Regions from separate parts of the Anser cygnoides genome. Here region 2 is linked to region 1. Evidence: chromatin contacts called from public Hi-C data. All regions are on one chromosome and are shown on one strand. Each heading gives the region's core, a stretch centred on a gene start, on an enhancer-like site or on the middle of the called end of the contact. The rest is flanking DNA. Distances are from core to core; before and after follow the strand shown.

What was found. Hi-C and Micro-C count contacts between places; a contact is called where the count stands out from the background.
Region 2: a contact with region 1 is called in a Hi-C map of liver, with 1.9 times the contacts expected there. The contact joins two enhancer-like sites. A contact is called at or near these places in 2 of 7 Hi-C or Micro-C datasets (both in liver).

Annotation. Positions count from the first base shown.
Region 1 is chr1:7,349,227-7,355,502 of Taihu_goose_T2T_genome, forward strand. FRMD4A (FERM domain containing 4A) reads right to left here. Exons shown (of 23, transcript XM_048062551.2): 18 at 5,279-5,335; 19 at 4,812-5,049; 20 at 4,297-4,461; 21 at 1,721-2,580. Among named protein-coding and RNA genes, the nearest start is that of PRPF18, 30 kb to the left of the region's middle. Within about 2 kb of position 1,900, at least 2 of the 3 cell types and tissues checked have open chromatin away from gene starts, as enhancers often do. A contact at or near this core is called in liver, where this site is marked.
Region 2 is chr1:7,987,184-7,993,354 of Taihu_goose_T2T_genome, forward strand. DMTF1 (cyclin D binding myb like transcription factor 1) reads right to left here. Exons shown (of 18, transcript XM_048062559.2): 14 at 6,036-6,121; 15 at 5,233-5,391; 16 at 4,152-4,538; 17 at 1,253-1,400; 18 at 1-449. The coding sequence ends at 340. Among named protein-coding and RNA genes, the nearest start is that of TMEM243, 12 kb to the left of the region's middle. Within about 2 kb of position 1,403, at least 2 of the 3 cell types and tissues checked have open chromatin away from gene starts, as enhancers often do. A contact at or near this core is called in liver, where this site is marked.

The sequences.
Region 1 (6,276 bases), core at 650-3,149:
GAGCAGCGGGAACACGTCCAGCTGGGAGTAAACGCGGCCCGGGAGTCAGAACCCAGCCAGCGAAGTGCGGCAGGGGAGCAGCCCGCCCGGAGCTGCTGCGGTGTGTGTGTGTCACGGGCCGGATCCACCTGCAGCGCGGCAGGCATGCTGCTTCACAGGGCCTGACTGCAAGCTGCACCCTCCCGAGCCCTGCCCTGCCGGTGGGAGCCTGGACGAGTACCTGGCTGGATGTGCGAAGGAGGAAGGCAGCTATGAAGAGTCCCAAACCTAAAATTGCGTCCCACAGGGCCTTCGTGATAAAGTAATACGTGGCTTTGCCGCCCCTGCCACTAGGGGACCAGAGGAAGGCTGAGCTGACTTTAGTAAGCTAGAAGCAGGCTGGACTAAAAAGCTAACAGTTGTTCTCAGGGAGTTTGCTCAGCGAGGGTCTAGCAAGGAAATCCACCTGGCCAATCTTCTCAAGTCCATGCAGTGCTCGCCCTCCAAATCTGGAAGCATAATCCTCTTTGAAAGGACAGCGCGAAGTCCAGCAGACCTCACCCCCCTGGAGCTGACCAGCCGAACGATGGATGTTTCTGCCTGGCACCCCCCTCCTGTGCTGTTCATTTTCTTAGCTGCTGCCAAAGGGCGCTTTTAAACAAATTTTCCTCTGCTCCCCGCAGCCGGCAGCCCCCGAGGGCAGCATCCTCCCCTAGTTTTAGCAGGGAACCGATTTGGGATGCACAACCTGCCTGTACTGGCGACCGGTCACAGCAAGCCGCGGTTCCTGAGCTCACCTGCCCCCGTGCTGCCCAGGCACCACGTTTAGGTTTGAAGACCCAGCTGGGTGGGGGAATTTTATTTGTCTTGTCCCCCCGGACCCTCCCACGATCCTTTCTGGATTCCCTGACCGAACCGGTACGGCTCCCACAGCTAAGCCAAGCAAAGCTCTGCGGCGTGCACGTCTTTTCTGCTGCTGGCTGGAACAGAAGTGCCAATTAATCAAAGGGAAGGGAGACAGCTTTTCACGCTGAGACACAGGGTGGTGGTTCCAGCAGCTGCTGGTGGCGTGAGGAGCGTGGCATTAAACCTTCTCCGGCATTCTGGAGTCTGGGGCAAGCACAAAAACCTATCGGGGCGGTGCGGTGGTCACCACGAAGCAGGTGCAAAGCTCAGGAGTCAGGAGGCCAAGTGCCAGCACACGGGACCGATGCCCTGGTCTGCTCCAAGGGGCAGCTGAGGCTTGGGCAGCGGTGTCAGGCACGGGGCAAGGAAGGGACAGGCACGGCACAGACTCCGATCAACCAGCTCTCCCATCCCCACCGGGCTGGGTTCAAGTTTTTGGCACGTCCTTGGTCTACCCAAACGGGATTGTGCGCCAGTGACCGATGGCCGGCAAATATTTAACCTTGGCCTGTTTCATAACACCCAGTGGTGTCTGCAAGTCCCCGACTCGGACTGTCCCGCTGTTTAATATTAACAGCGCAGAGAGGTGCAGAGCTCTGTGTGTGACAGAGGGGTAAATTACCGCACAAACTGAGCGCTCTGAATTTCAGGACGCTATCGGCACAGCTACTGGAGTCTCACGGGAAAGCAAAACAGCAGCAGAGCACAGCGATGCCATCAGGCAAACGTTTTTGTGGCGGGCAGAGGGCCTGGGATGCTCCCCACCTAACTTTTACCCTTCCCCACGCCTTGTTTCTCACGCCACCCGCCGGCCTTGCCCACGAGGGGCTCTCACCTGACGTTGCTTTACACATCTGAGGCATTCTCGTGACCCTGCTGTGCGCCACAAAGGTGCTTTGCGAAGACGTGCTGTACTGGGAGCTGCTGTCCGAGGACGTGGAGCTCGTGTGCGAGAGGCGGCTGTGCTCCTTGTGGGAGGCCGTGGAGCGCTGGTACCAGAGCCGCAGCTCGTCCGACACGGCAGTCCTACCCGAGCCCTTCTCGTGGCCCTCCCTGCCCAGAGACGGAGTCCTTATGATTTGGGAGCGGGACGGGGTGAGCCGCACGGAGTCCGCTTCGTCCCCGTGCCAGTTCTCCTTGAACATCCCCCCCGCCGTGTAGGAGTTGGAGGTTTTGAATTGTGCTTTCACGCTGTAGTGTCCCTCCTGGTCGTTCTCCAGGCTGCGCACCACCACGGGGGTGGAGCTGCCCTCGATGTACAGGGGGTACTCCTTGATCCTGTACTGGGAAGAGGGTTGGCTCTGGCTGTGCAGGTAGACCCGGTGGTGCCCCGTGCCATTCCTCGCGGCCAGGTTGGGCATGCTCCCCGAATTGGAAGAGACCAGGTTGCCCGCCGATTTGTGCCTTTGCCTCTGGCGCTCTCTGGCCTTCGACGGGGAGTCCTCTGCCAGGGTGGAGTAGTTGGGGTTCATCTGAGCAGGGTAGTAGTGCTCGGAGCTGGAGTGGCTGGTGCAGGACGAGCAGTCGTCCATGGGGTCGGAGCCGTTACTGCTACGAGTCCTTGGGGTGTAGAAATCGGGGCTCCCTGTCTCGTTTTCCGAGCCGAGGAGCTTGCCTTGTGACTCCAAACTGGAGCTCCGGTGTCTAAAGTGCTGAGCTAGGCTGTGCAGTCTGGTCGGGCTGATGTCTACTGACCTGCAGGGACCAGGAGAACGTTCAGGATGGTAAATCACGAGGACAAAACGCTCCCTCTCCCCTTCTACACACAAATCTGGCCTCACTAGCAAGGCAGCACTGAAAACTTGGACCTTTTCAGGGGCCGCTGGCTGCAGAACAAATGCTTCCCTGCTGTGGGGTTGGGGCAGTTAGGTCCAGCTCCTGCTCCTGCCCTGTCTCCCTGGTGGTGGCATTCCCTCTGCAGCACCATGTGGGACACAAACCCTTCCCAAACCCAATTCCTCGGTGGCTTCCCGTGCTGGGGAAGACCCCGTCTGAGGCCCTGGTGACCTCAAGCCCCTGGCTTTGCTGGTGTGAACCAGCAGAGCCGTTTGAATCAGCGCCATCCTGGTGTGTGAATCCACCGGGTGCTTCTCCCATTAGTGACAGACAGACAGACTGGCCGTACTTAGCCCAAAACGCAGCAATTGTGGCCTTTGGAAACGTCACCTTTGTGAAACAGCTGGGTTTTGCTGGGGCCCAGCCATGGGTAACATACATAAGACTGTCAGCGGCTGACAGCCCTTCAAGCATCCGCCCCGAATCGCAGATTTACAGGGCTTGATCCGCGGCCAAGTCCGGGTGGTCTCTATTCATCCCGGCTGCTCGGAGAGCTGCAGCCACCCGCTTGAGGAGCAGGAACACCGCCCTCGGACAAGTCACCCCCCCCCCCAAACGACAGACGGCCAAGGCTGGGGCACACAGCTCGTGAAAGAGCCCCAGACTGAGCGAGGGTTGTTCCGAGCACCCAGACAGCCCCCACCCGGTCAAGGTCACTTCTCAAGCGCTGTGCCAGGCTCGTTTCTCATGCAGCTCAGCTCCGGCGTTAACAAACATTGTGCTCTTGACAGGCACTTTCAGCCAAAACCTTGTAACGAACGCAACCCAGGGCCTCGATGCCTTGTGTCGTTTCTGCCCGGTCTGACGTGCTGGCATTGCTCCTGATTTATGCCGGGCTAAGCGATGTTAGCAGCACCCCTCAGGGCAGGACAGCTAACAGCACGCAGCTTTGGCTCGGCTCTGCTTCTCTGTTTGTGGGATTTGCCACGGGAGCAAGACAACAATGAAGCTGAACAGTTTCTGCTAAAAATCAGTCAAACTGGGCCATGCATATCAAATCACCTCCCTTATGCTGAGATTTTAAGTCTTCCCTCTGTCAGCCCTTGGCTTACGCCACTACCACCTGGATCCTCGAGTGTACAGACCTTGGGATTGCTTTGTACAGCCTCTTTCCCCCGTGAGATCATACACACGTGCAAACATTTTACATGCCACCGTGAGAGAGAATTAACGCTACCCAACGTTTTGTATGGGAAAGGAAGCAATGTGTTATCTCCAGCTGGATCCATGAAGGAATTTACTGCGGTTAGCAGTAGCATCGCATCCCTTCTAGAAGTTGAGCCATATGGGGTTTGTAGGGCAGCAACTGGGATGAAACGTCCCAGCAGAAGAAAAGCTTCATTACTCTGAGGGGGAGATGAGGGGCAGGATCATGTGTATCTGAAGGGATTTCAGGATCTCAGCTCAGGAGAGATTTCCTGCTGGTAACAGTACTTGAGCCTCTGGTGTGAAAAGGACTGGTTTGTGTCCTTTCCTGAACTGGGAATTAATGGATACCCTGGGGGCAGGATAAAGCAAAGAATGGTTATTTCAGGGCAAGCAAGGTGAGAGCATTGTGGTGCCGGGAGGACTTACCGCGTGGAGTGGACGTAGTGCGGACTGCGTACCCGTAGGTCCGGCGTCGAGGGCATGCTGGACTGGGAGTTCCAGTGGGGAAGGCTCCGGATGGGGCTGTTCTGCAGGGAGCTGCTCCCTCCTGCCTCAGCACAGCTCCCGGTGCTGGGGAACCGCTTGTGACTGCTGCAAAGCAAGCACCCGGCTTCAGTTCCTGGGCTGTGATTCGGGGAAAGGGCTCCCTGCCTCATTTGGGGTCTCAGGCACGTGCCTGCGATCTCCTGGGGTGAGTGGGAGTGGGGTCAGGTGCTGCCCTGAGTCACGTCCCACAGCCCTGAGACAATCCACTGTCCTTCCTTCCTAATTACTTCTTTAAAACAGCAAGATAGCAGGCAGCACTCATGTGACTGCAGCCTACTTTTTATGACGTGTTAGCCAAAAAAGCCCAAAAGTCTCCTTTTGGTGAGGGATGGTTTTGTGAGGACATCTCCAAAAGGAGATGTCTGTGTGACGGGGACAGGAGGCAACTGGCTCACCTGGAATGACCGTGGGAGGAGCGTTTCTTGACCTTCTCGTAGGGTTCGTCCAAAGATGACTCGCTCCACATCTTGGGCTTGATGGGGGACTTGTCGTAGTCGTTGCGGTGGTAATGCATCTGGCGGAGGCCTTCCAGCGACTGCGGAGGAGGCGGCCTGTTGTGCAAGGGTGGCCGGGGCGGGAGTCCTTTGTGCGGGGACTGGAGAGGGGAGATTGTGCTGGTGACCTGAGAATCCTCTGTGGAGAGAAGAAGGGGAAGGGGTGATGGCTGTGTGGCACGTTCAGTTCCAGCAGTACTTTACGGGGCAGCATGATGCCTTGCTCTCAGGCTAGAGCGGTTTTGGGACTGGGAAGTTTGGGTGGATCATTACACAGAACAGCTCCTCCATTTGGAGTATCCATCAGGAATTCACACATCCCTCCCCATTTCCTTCCTGCCCTTTAGAACACAGAGCAGCCAACATACCGTCCTCGAGAACAAGGGCATCCGAGAGGGAGCTGTCCTCACTGGCAATGTTTCCTTCTGAGGAGAAGAAAAGAAAGATGGTCAGAGGGTCATGAGAATCGCAGGGTGAACTGCACCGTCATCTCCCACTGACTCTTAGCCTTAAGCACTCACCCACATCTTCCTCCTCTCGCAGCCATAAGGCAAGAAGGTTCCTATAAATAACTGGCTCAGCCCACGCTCGTCTCAGAGGGCAGAGCTACAGGGCAGGTCTCTCAGCAGCAGACTGCCGTTCGAGGAGCTGCTAACTCTTTTCAATTAACGGGGATTAAGACTGAGTCACAACAGAGAGCTGAGATTCCCCAGAGGATGTAAAACGGCAACGGGACATTAGCCAGATTGATATCTGCTGAAGATCTCGGGCCTTAAGACTCTGGGTTCCATCTCTGCCTTTCTAAAACCATCATCCTGTTGCGAACTGAAGGCACCAATTTTGTGTGATCTGGGGGAAACGCTTCCTGAGCATCCTCTGTAGCAGCAGATGGAGAAGCTCTCGTGTCCTTGGCATGCATCTTTGGGCTGCCCCCCCCATCCGCATCCTGTCTGTTATCCCTGACTGCAGTGCAGCTTGGTACCCAGGTCACAAATACAGCAGCTCTAATCTCAGTTCCTGCTACAAAGGCACGGAAAAAAACCTCCGCAAGTCAAAGGGAAAGGGCAAAATCAGCAAGGGAGAAAGAACCACAGCAGCAAGTTAATGGATTTCACGAAAAACCAATCAACAACCCAGTAAACCATGAAGTGCCCTGAGAATTATATTGTAAAAAAGGAAAAAGAAAAAAGTATTTGAGCACAGCAATGACAGTGCTACCACTTTGATTTTACAGATGCCTTTCAGCTAGAGAGCTCACCCCAATCTGCTACCACTAATTACATTTGTACTGCACCGCTCTGGAGGAGACGTTAACAGAGCGATTTTATAGGGGAACAAAGGAGTCACGGTCTGCTTTCGGGAGATG
Region 2 (6,171 bases), core at 153-2,652, 640 kb after region 1:
GTCCAGTTTTCAGGGTGTGCAGTTGAGCACACTAGTAAAAAGTCAACTCAGAACTGACCACGTGGATCCTAGCAATGAGCAATCCAACAGGGCTTCTTTCAAACACTGAAACACCCTGGCTGAAACGTCGCACATCAGGCTTCGGTTGGCTGCTCTGTAACCCTTCACAAATGAGGTAAAATAGCCTGAGCAGGAAAAGTGCACTGTAGTCATCTCAAACTGTAAGGTTCTGTTTAAAGACATGGACTGACTGCTTTCTTTGGAAACGTGGCACAGGGTTGCAACTGATTTCACAACGCGAACGTGGTCGATACAAAATGGACGCGACTGCTGCTTCTCTCAGTGACAGCTCACTAAATCTTCAACATCCTTTGAATCTTCCGAGTCAGGACTGCCCAGTGATGAGCCAATGATGTGTGACCCATCTCCGTGATGCTGTAGGATAGGATCTGTCAGGAGATGCCGTACATTAGAACTCATTATTTACTGGTCCATTATAACATGATATATAAAACACACGAGACAAAATGCAGTCTGAGCTTTGAAACAATTTTAAGGAATGTTACTCCATTAAACTAGTCAGTTTTCAAGTTCAGTTTTCAAGGGGAGCCACGACTAACCTGGATGCAACCAGTGTGACTCATGTTTGGATTCCCCAGGTATTACTGTATCAGGCCCAAGGCTGATCCTCAGATGGCTCTGCAAGTATATCCTTCCTCCAGAAAGGAGGATTTGTTAGATGCAGCACTGGGAGAACGCATCTATGCTGCTTCCAAGCCTAAGATGACTCTTGGCATGGGGAAGCGTGGCAAAGCTAGCAAGCCCCTCCAGGTGAGTGCTGTGCAAACACCCCAAAGCGCCCAGCCCCTCACCATGAGAGCTTATCGAGTGGTTAACTGCGTTTCTGATGCCTCTGTTTTTCTCCCAAATGAGAAACCAATTTCATTCCAGCACAGGTATGAAGAAACACGCACTAAACAGAGTTACTCATTAGCCTGTGTGTACTAATTCAAGGCTCAAGGGCAATGGGAACAGCTCAGTTAAGTCATGAAGCAGCTGCTGTTCGGCTTTTCCCACGAGGTTGAGATTTTCTTCAACTTCTACTGAAGTAAGTGGGGTAATCAACGTGGTTAAAGATTCACAGCAATAATTTGGAAAATAATTCAAGAGAAAGCAAGGATCATTGTTTAAAAGAACTCAAAAGTGCTATACTGATTTGGCAAACGCTAGCTCCAGCATCAAATATACATACCTGTTAGAGTTGTTAGGGGCAACACCGATTCACTGTCTATATCATCTGATGTCTGGATAAAACCATGGGAGGAAGGAACAATTAGCACAGTTTCATCATCTATCGTAGGCTGGTCAACTTGTTCTTCTATCGTTGGAGAACCCAGGTCCTGCACGACACGGAAGGACAGGACATGAGAGTGCATTTTTGGTAGCAAGAACAGAAAAACCTGCTTTGGCCAGCAATACTTCATAATAAGTAGACTGCCTGGATGAATTTTATCTCATTAGATTGAAATGTCAACATCTGAGCTAATTACTTCACATAAGATACATTTCATCCTAGAGTGGGCACCTAAAATGAGGTAAGAGGAATTCCACCCTGTGAACAGTACAGGACATGGGGAGAGGAAATGAGAGATTGCATGGTGGTGATAAAATGTTCCTCTGTAAGTCAAATATTCTGTCTATAAACAGGAATAATCTTTTCCACTACCTGCTGCCTAGATGTTCTGAGACTGAAGCAATACCTTTACAGTTTCCCAGCTCCACAAATGTGATAATTTTACCTGAACTTAATAACTTAGTTTCACAACTCCTGCTTCTGTGACACGTTTTTACAGCTCAGAAGACCAATTTTAATTGCTGTGCCTCGTCCTGTAACTTGCTGGCAGTAGGGTGGCTCCAAATTTTCTTGGACAAACCTCATTACATCAAAAAATTAGCAACATACCGATTCCTTCCAGGCACAAGTTGTCAATATCCCTGCCCTCTTCTAAATCCCACAGCTGCTGCCTATTCCCTGGCTCTTGTAGTGCTAGCACTGAAAAGGAAGTAATAAACCTGGCTTACTCAGTGCCACAGCACACTCAGGTGGGCTCCTGGTTCTGCACACGCAGTGAAAAGACATCCTGGTTAACACTGCCAGAATAACCACAGATATTTGGATCTTGTGTTTAACATGTGTAAGGTTCGTTCAAGCTTCAGGAATTACTGATGCAGAATGATAGCAAATGTAGCTATCGGTGTGAAGGTACAGGGATTTATCCCTCTTTTCAGAGTGGGCAAGAAATGTTTGAGAGAGGTAACACCCCCACTCCGTTCAAGAAAATCTTGAAGTTTCAGTTAGTTTTAGGAAAACTTGTTTCCCTACATAGTTTCCACAATGTTTTTGCAAAGGCAGCTTGCAGAAAACCCTTTCCCTGGTGCAGCTGAAGAGGAGCTGACTACCTGTGCTGCAGCTTAGCGATTTAAACTCACTCCAAACGTGTACCCGTTCATGCAAGGCACAGTATGCCTGACCTGCAACAGCAGCTTTGTGCAGAGAACACAGCTGAACCTGCCCACAATAAGCAGCATGGCTTAGAACTGAGAAAAGGAGGTGTGAAAAAACTGAACACGCCATTGTGACAAATGGGCACCCCTCCCAGTCAGAAATAACAAAACCCTGCAGCACAGCTGCTTACTTCCCACCACCCATACCCACACTGACAATATAATACTTGCAAGTGCATAAAAATAACACTGGCTTAGAGAAAGCAATGTTTAGGCACGTCTTTCTAGAGTAACTTTTCATTTAGAAACTCACTAACAGTCTCTGTTTCCTGGAATTTAAGCACACACATCAAACTTGAATGTGAATTAGAATTACAAACTCAGTTTACTCTTCTGTATATGAAGATTAGTACTTCTTGACACCCTGCTAGCCATAAATGATTCCTACGAAATTCAACTAGGAACTATGCTTTTTGCAGAAATTTACCAATTCCAACTTGAGAAGCTGCATTTTTAAACTGAGAGCAGAAAGCTGATGGGCTGCCTCAACTGCTGAGAATTTTTATCACAACCATTTCAACTATGAGATAAAAAAGAAAATCCCCAGCTTTGGATGTATTCAGGAGCCAAACACTTGTGTAGTAGCAGACTGTGGAGGCATACAGTGATCCTCCTCTTAGTAAGAGTATAATGGATACACAGTGTCTGTTTACTTTTGCAAAGACAAAGTCTAACAAAGTCCAGACATATTAACAACGGATTTTTCAACATGGATATAAAGCAGAATTACAGCAACAGTAAAGCACACTGTTTTTGGAGAACAGGAGGTAGTATTCAAATCTAATTCATCTCTTTCCCCAGTCTAACCTAATCACACTTCTAAAGAAAGGCATTTTCTACCCACTAAGTAGAGTTATGTTCATTTTATTATCTCTGTTTTCTTTGCCTTATTCATTATGATGGTTTCAGCAAATGAAAGATGGAGGAATTTAGTATAAACACTCCAAATGCACAAAATCATTTGGATAAGTTTGTTTCTGCATCTGAGGTGCTGAAGCTGAATAAAATTGAGGCCAGGAAGATAGATGACTTAAATGCTTCCAGTCCCATTTAACAGACACTTAACTGGGAGTACACTGTTTAATAGAAGCCCTCAAAGTGGAAACTGTGGTGAACCTAGAAATACATTATTAGATTCGCAGAGCAACAGTTGCATATTCTATCTCACCTCCACTGCTCAGCAGACTATCTACCTGTACAGTACTTGCATCACACAATTAACAGCCTGGTTGAAGGTAACAGCATCAAAAGACAGCTGCTCTGTGCTACCAATACCACCACTTTCCACAGCCATCACTCAAAAGTACCCTGAGTAGAGAAGCAGCTCCACAGCTAGGGAGGGATTTGGTGCCCAAGACGAAATCAAATCTGAGCTTGAGTTCCAAATTAAATCCTACCTGTTTCACATCCATAACATATTAGCAAAGCTCAAAGGCAGAGGATCTGAAAAAAATGCTCTTGGAACTACAATATGCATTAAATCACTGACATTCATATGAACAGCTTAACATAAAGGTCAAAGATGCAATGAAATCATTCTCCATACAGAGAGAGGGAAAAGGGTCAGGTATCATGCAGTCCCTTACCTCAGTGACATAGGTGCTGGGTAAATCAGAGTGAGAATCCTCTTCTGGTTTCAGGCTGGCACCTGAAATCTCCTCTTCAGTTCTTACCATAACTCCATCCATCAGCTCACTCCGATCCCTGCTGCTGAATTTTGAGGCATCGCCTTCACTGTAGGCTGACTGCTCTTCATCGCTGAGCTTGGGCTGATGGATGTCGTCTGGGAAGCTGTTTGTTTCTAGGGTGTCAGGAGGATCTGTCAGGTCAGCTGGCTGAATGTCTGAATCAACAGTAAGTTCTGCCTGAGTGACAGAGGAGGAGATGTCTTCAGCAGCAACAGTGCGGATTATGACACTTGGTGTGTGGCACTGTACTGTGACATTGTCACCTGTATTTAACAAGTGTTCTGGCTGTAAGCAGTATGTGCAAAAAAAAAGGAGAAACAAACAAACAAAAAACAACTTAAGAGACTTTTTTCCTCCAAGTATCTTCCTATCTTTCAGCAAACAGAAGCAAAGGAATTAAAAGCACTAAGTACAACTTTGAGGTCTATGTGTATAGTGTGTCAACCCAGATCATCTGTTGACCTTGCGGTAACCGTTCTGTAATTCACAAATGAAGTACATACATAGTATGAAACAGAGGCGACTGTTCAGGTGAGGATTGCCCTGGATTCAGAAGATTAGAGCTTTTTTTCCCCCCTTTTGCATCACATTTTTTATTCAGACTTCAGTTTCCTCCCCTTTCCCACCCTCTAACAAAGACTAGTACTGCACTGTAGGTTTTGTGAGCATCGGTATTTGCTCATGAAGACATCAGGAAATTTGTATTTTGCTTTGCTGGGACAAGCCACTAGATGGAGACATCCTGTTCTGCCACAGTAAGAACTAACCATGCTAACTTTTCAAGCAACTTGAAGATAGTGTTTAAGAACAATATAAAAAAAAGAAATGCTCACATTTCAGCAATTTAAGCAAAGTAATGGTGTTATGACTTAACTGCTTTACAAATTTAACATGCAAATAGAGGCAGGCCCCTGTACTATTACGTTCCCCTTCCCACCACTGTCCAAACTTCAGTCATTTCACTGCTCAAAATACATACAGATAAGGCATGAACTATGATCTGTTCTGGGGAGGCTGGAGCAGCAGCAGCTGTCAGGGTCATGGTAGGACTAGTGGTCAGCGTTAAAGGCAGGCCTTGGCTTGAGCTCGTCTGTAGTAAGTACGTGCCTGGTGTTCCAGTAGGCTGGAGGTGGAAAGACTGCAGAAGACAACACAAGTTTAATACCCAAACACGCTGACTTCCTGGACTGCACTCAGAGCATGCTTATTTACAGCAACTAGCCCCACTGTAATTCCCCTGGAAAAACCAAACAGAACCCCAGTGCCGACTGCTCTGATTCCTGTAGTGCACTCAAGAAGGAGACACAAACTTGTCTACAGCTTTAGGCTACTGAGACATCTACTAAGGCTAACAGACTGTATGTATTATGCTGTACAACAGCACAAAAGAAATGAACAAATTCAATTTATTCTTAACATTGAGACAAAAGACAAAATATACTATGAATTGTAGTACAACAGAACTAAGAGAATCTTTATGTGCTGGGAACTGTCTCTTCTGTTATGTCAGATTTCAACAAAACACAAGCACAAAATAAAACTTTATAGCACTAAAGCATTGAGACAGATGTAAAAAGCATCTGACTATAACTCACATTTGACTTCACACCCCTAGCAAGTCACATTTTTTGGAAATACATTTTGCTTTGAACTTCTCAGTTTTAGGTCTGTTAAATTCCTCTTTCCATTCGATTTTTTTTTAATGCCCAATTCCACAGTCTAAGATGTAGCTGTGCTTAAGACAAAAACCACAGTGACAAGCACCAGTTCTCTCGTACTTACTGGAAGAATCTCAAAAGTCTGTAGTGTTCCACTGTTTAATGTTATGGTCTCGGAGTCAACAGTGGCAGCAGGGGAATCTGTTGAGGCTGCAAAAGGAAGAAAAAAGAAAGGTTAAGTGTGTAAACCAAAGTGCCTC